Linked DNA regions of Channa argus: region 2 is linked to region 1. A link is a contact called in public Hi-C data. All regions are on one chromosome and are shown on one strand. Each heading gives the region's core, a stretch centred on a gene start, on an enhancer-like site or on the middle of the called end of the contact. The rest is flanking DNA. Distances are from core to core; before and after follow the strand shown.

Region 1 (2,888 bases), core at 245-2,744:
AGATTATATGCTCTGTCATGCCGTGAACTCGGGTCACCTACCAGCCACCTCATCAATAGCACCCTATTGACCACCTGATTACAGAAAGGACACAGTGACATTAGCACTGAACACTGGCATTAAACATAAATGTTTAAATAGAGAAAACTACTCTTCAGTACAAACAGAACACAATCGGTGTATTATGGACTTAGGCTACAACTATAGAAATCACCTGTTTCAGCTCTTCTATGCACCAAAAGCTTGTAGTGCCTTTACAATTTCAGCTGAAACAGTCTGATCAAATTATCTTTCCTGTGTGTTTATGTAGGGTCTGCTCCAGTCCATAAACCTGCTTTCTTAAACCCATTTTGGCAAATAAGATGCTGCTAAAGGAAAATGTCTTTCTCACAACCAAGACTTCTTAGTCCGTCCCAGCCTGGCCATGTTGGCCAGCTTAACCTTTACTTTGTCTCTGCTCTCCGGGCTTCTCTTGGACATGCATTCCACAGTTGAGTCTGTCTCAAAGGAGATAGCTGGAGCGTGACTGAGCAGACTTCTAGTTTTCTCCGGGACCATGGCTGCTGGAGTCTGCAGAACCAACTGGCCCCTCAGGGAATGCCTAAGTTCCAGCAGGAGGGGGTTGGGGTTAGAGTACAATTTGACAGTGTCCCTGTCCTGACTGCAGCAGGTGGAGCAGGCTGAGCAGATGATGCGGAATATGTAGACCCAGCCGAGGTAGTGGAGCTCTGCAATGTTGAGGACAAAGCAGCCCAGGCTGATGCTGAACATGAAGTTCAGAAAGATGGTTTTCTCAGTGGCGCGGGATACAAAGCAGTCTGTACGAGTAGGGCAAGGGTAGGTCTCACAGCGGTACAGGTGAGGCACCTCGAACCCAAACAAGAAGTACTGGCCCACCAGAAAGCTGACCTCCATGATACAACGCAGTAGCACATGAAGGATGTAAATGAGCAGAACCTGGTTGGACTGGTGAGTGGGGTCCTCTCCTACTTCTCCATAATCCTCCTCCAGAAAGCTTTGTTGTACCCCGTCTCTCTGGCTCAAGTCCCATTCCTGGCCGTAGTGAGGACAGAAAGTGGGCATGCCCACCCTCAAGGCCTCCATACCATCCTTTTCCAGATGCCCACATCCCTGTCCTAGAGGCCTGTGATCCACCACCTGGGCTCTTTGGCCGTTCAGCTTCTCATCCTTGGCTATCTTATGCAGAACAAAAACGATGTAGAAGATGGACGGAGTGGAGACCAGGACAATTTGGAAGACCCAAAACCGTAGATGTGAAACAGGAGCGAAGGTGTCATAACAGACATTATTGCATCCGGGCTGCTGGGTGTTACAGGTGAACTTGGACTGCTCGTCGCTGTAGACAGCATCACCCACCAGGGCCACCAGCAGGATCCGGAAAATGAGCAACATGGTAAGCCAGATCTTGCCTATCACTGTAGAATGGTTCTGGACTTCAGAGAGGAAGCGACCAAGTATAGACCAGTCACCCATAGTTTAACCTTAGTGAAAGAAGTATATTGTGTTAGAAATGTGTTAGTAATAATGAAGATGTGTTATAAATTGAGGTTTCCATACTTCAGTAAATCTATTTATTTCGTTTTTGTTTTTCATTTTGATTTCATTTGAGTCCGTTTAATCACAATCAACTACCTACACTATTGGGAGAAACACACGAAAGCCTCTCGAGGTTGTATTATAGTGAGGGGTCACTGACGCAACCTCAGCCCTAGTGGTAGCAGCCTGAACCCACAAGGCTGATAACAGTAACAGCTGTCACCATGTGGGAGAAATTGCTGCTACGTACCAACTCTTATCCAAGAATGGAGTGTGAGAAAATGAGCCCCCTGGGCACAGACAGTGGAAGGGCCCTCACCCCATGTATATAGATGTCTGTCTCTGATGGTTTTGTTCTGTTTTTCATGTGTTTTTGCTGTTTATTTTTTTGCCATTTCAGGTTTGCTTTTGGTCCTTTGGCAACTCTTGTTGGCAATTTTAGGTACATGTCGATCATTTTCCAATCATATTTTGGTGTTGTTGTTGTAGATTTAGCCTTTTTCTAGGATAATTTTGTTTCTCTTTGAGGTCGTTTTAAAACACCAAGTACATCAATGGTACAATACTGGGATTTTTGATTATTTTTCTGTGTGAGTGAATGTTAAAAGTGGACATAAAACCTATTTACTTTTTCTAACTGTAATGAAAAATGCAACATTTCTCCTACTGCAGGTGTAAGCTTACTAAGTAACTACAGACTACTTTCTGTAGTCTTAAAAATGTGCTATTATAATGTCGAGTTAATCAGTGCTGCTGCAGATTATAATAAGTACACAGGAGTAGAGTACCAACATAGTGTACTTACATTATACTAAGTGCAGAAGTATGGAAAGCTTCATACCTAGTACAGGCTTGTACTGTGAGTGAGGCGAGCATGTTCTTTTTATTTCTTTTCCTTACACAGTAACTCTAAGATAGGTTGACTGTAATAGAATATTTTTGTTGTTGTTGTGCCCATATTTCTCATTACACGGCAATAAAAGTTTGTTTTCCCAAACCCTACTACTGTGTATGTGTCCTGTATTCACAAAGATACCAGTAGGTACTGTATATTATTAGTACCTATTCGTACAATAATAACATTGTAAATCATAGGCTTATTGAGTTTATATATTATCTTTTTAACTTTAAATTTCAATGTAACTGGTATAACTTACATTGTTATCTGCCTTTGAACAATTTAAGAATCTTGAGGTTCTGAAAATCCTTAATTACTGAGTAAACTCTAATACTAATGTGTGTGTATACACATTGTAATCTCAAACACAGCCGGACACATCTACATAGATATTTGGTCAATCACAGCACATATTTTGAAGAAAACTACATAA
Region 2 (3,219 bases), core at 388-2,887, 310 kb before region 1:
AAGTTTTCTCATCCCCCCCTCCCCCCCCCCAGACCTAAGTCTAGGTTGATTCAAAGGAAGAACCCCTTCAAAAACTTGATCATTTATTTTGAGAAATCATCAGCATTTTATTAAGATTTTTACCCCTTAGTTAGTAGCAATAATAAAGTAAATGTTGACAGCCCAGTGAAATTCAACTTTTAAAGGGGAAAAAGTATGATATTATAATATATAATAAATATATAAATTCAAACGCGTTCAAAAATAAGACGCTGAACCCCAATTTAGTTGCTCCCGGTGAGTGTTGGCCAGCTGCATAGCAGCTCCCCCATCAGTGTATGTGTGAGTGTGTGTGTGAGTGTGAGTGTGAATGGGTGAATAAGAAGCAGTGTAAAGCACTTTGAGTGCCAATAGGTAGAAAAACACTATATAAGTGCAGAACATTTACCATTAATGTCTCTATTATATTTTACAGTGAGTAGAGGTAGTAAACTACAGTGATATAGATATTGTCTGACTTATATGAATGTAATTAATTCCTAAATTGTCCCCAGCAGATGTCGCCCTATAAAGTGTTTAATGGGAGCACATTAAGCTCAAGCCTTAGCTAAATTACATAAATATTTACTTTATATGGACAAGTGGTGATCAATTGGCCTAGTGAATAATGACCAGTAATATTTGGTTCCTGGTATCTGCACTAGAATTAATAGCCTTTTCTTAATATCGTTCCTCATTTTACATCAATCCAAAATTAATTGACTGAATATGAAAATGGGTGTAGTTCAGGGGTTTAGTGACTTAATTAGTCTGTTCTACTTTTCCAAATTTTAAATTCATCAACCAAAAATTTACAAGCAGAAGACAAACATATGCATTTCAGTAGAGCCAAAATATTAAAATGTTCAATATACTGCTTAAAACCCTTTTATACTGGACAAGTATAATAGTTGTACCTGACTAAGTAAGTGGTTTTGGATGAAATCATCGGCCAAACGACTAGATGTAAATGTAAATTGTACATGTAACTTTGTCAGATCAAGATGGCTGCAGTTTCAGGATCCAGGTGCCGCAGTTGTTCTTCACTGGCTGCAAAACCTCAGAACATGATGGGAAATGCCTGATTCTCACCTAATCTAACAACATCATGACATGACACTAATTTGATTTTATTATTATGGGATTTTACTAGAAAGATGGATTCTGTGAACAGAATAAATGCTGTGACTTAAGATGCCCTGAATACATCAGTTTATTATACGGACAGTTCAAATTTTTAGTTTTATACCGCTAACAATGTAGTTTGAGTCTTTGAATGGCATGTCCCTTAATTATGTTTTGTATTTATGTAGTTTCATATTAAATCAGTCAGATCATTTATATTGAGCAGCAAAGTGATACTGACAGCATTTAATGAGAATTTTAATCATTTTCGTGTTAAACAAGTGATTCATACGGAGGATAAACCCTAAACACATACAGTCTATGTAGCATTTGCAGTGGCTCTGTCAGATAGAAAAACAAAGAGATAAAAGTTATGATGATTGACTACATCATCTTTATTATTCATCCGGTAACATTTACTTTATCACTGATCAGACCTCGACGGATGGGATTATTTGCTTCACTATTTATAGTCCGTGTGGAAACTGTCTGTCTTGACTGCAGCTTTTTGTTACCGCCCCTCGCTGTTGTCGTTCGCTTTCATCCGCTTTCCAGGCGAGTGGCAGTTCACCTCCATCGAGCCTAGTTACCGTAGAGCGGGTTAACCAAATGGCAGGCAGCAGGTTGGAGAGGTTTGGAACTGTATTCACCAGGTAGGACGGCAGCGTTTTACGTTTGTGTTTGTAAAGGTTCTTAACTTGTCAGTAACAATTGGTATCACTGCACTTGTATCGGTGCTTTTAAACACATTCTTGGTTCCTGAATCTGAATCATCGGTTCAGTACTGATTCATCAGATGTAGCGCAATAAAAGAATGTTTAACACACATTACGGGTCATACGCATTTGTCCTCTAGTCAATCATCTCAGTGCTTCTACCACAGCACTGACGCTGTCATTAGCATTGTTGGCTAACGCAGAGTCGGTACCGCATGACGCTAACGTTACGTTCATTCTCAGCCACCACTGACTGTACATAAAGAGACATGAAAACACATGAGGGAAAACAATAAAAAAAAAATGGGTAAATACTTATTTTAGCTATTAGTGTTCTTTCTAGAGAATGACCCGGTGACACGAGTGGAAAGACACCGTGTGATGACGTCATAAACGTGCGACTTGTTTGCATGTTTTCTATTTACAGAAAAGTGTTCTCAGAATGCTTATAAGTTGTGACTCGGGAGTAAAGATAATAAGAGAAAAAACAGACGAGCTTTGTATGATAAAGTTTTAAGGAAGTTTCAAAAATGTCTGCAATTTTTGTGCTGACAGTTGTTACTTTAAATGCAGAACACACAGTATGTGTGTACATACAAGAACCGAGCAATATTACATAATTGTTTGAAATTTTTATCATTGATGATCATGATCATTAAGGGTCCGGGATCTGATGCGCTCTGGAGTCATAAAGCCAACAGAGAAACCCATCTGGTACGATGTGTACGAGGCTTTTCCACCAAAGAGGGCCCCACTCCATGTGAAACCACATACCAGACCCAGCATCAAGAAAGAGGAGACTGTGCCCAAAATCTTCTACAGAGAGGATGAAGTTAGAGCGTAAGTCACCTGCTCACTCTCGTCATCACTGTAGCTTCCATAGCACGTACATGGTGATTTTCTAAATATAGTGAAAAGAACATACAAATTAGGTGTGTTGTCAGGGGTATTTCATGTTGTGCAACATGGTAGAACGTGACCCTGTACTGAATGAAATTTGCTGCAGGTCAGTAAAATAAAGAGATTCTTTTTCTTTTGTGTTAGACTAAACCTTTGTCGAGAATCCACTAGTTCATGCGTTAAGGCACCTGATCATAACGTAGAAAAAACTGTTAGGGCTGCTGTTTCCCTGACGGAATCGAATCAGTTTTCAGAAAATGGATGTCCCAGTTCATGGATTCTGACAGAATACTTCACTTGAGCTCATTGAAACTGATAAAAATGACCTGATGCCAGTGTTTACATGGGAGGCTGTTTTTCAGGCCTCCACTTACCCTTAACTGTGTGCCGTTTTTAGGAAGTTCTATGAGCAGTATGGGACTGGTCCTCGGCCTCTTGATCTTTCCAAACCCAGTTTTGT

What was found. Hi-C and Micro-C count contacts between places; a contact is called where the count stands out from the background.
Region 2: a contact with region 1 is called in a Hi-C map of tail fin, with 4 times the contacts expected there. The contact joins the promoter of mrps23 here to the promoter of LOC137129013 in region 1. A contact is called at or near these places in 2 of 4 Hi-C or Micro-C datasets (skeletal muscle and tail fin).

What each region holds. Positions count from the first base shown.
Region 1 is chr6:1,100,453-1,103,340 of Channa argus male v1.0, reverse strand. It overlaps LOC137129013 (gap junction delta-2 protein), which reads right to left and starts at 1,494. Exons shown (of 1, transcript XM_067507780.1): 1 at 388-1,494. The coding sequence starts at 1,494. The coding sequence ends at 388.
Region 2 is chr6:1,408,113-1,411,331 of Channa argus male v1.0, reverse strand. It overlaps mrps23 (mitochondrial ribosomal protein S23), which reads left to right and starts at 1,637. Exons shown (of 5, transcript XM_067508574.1): 1 at 1,637-1,796; 2 at 2,520-2,699; 3 at 3,157-3,219. The coding sequence starts at 1,753.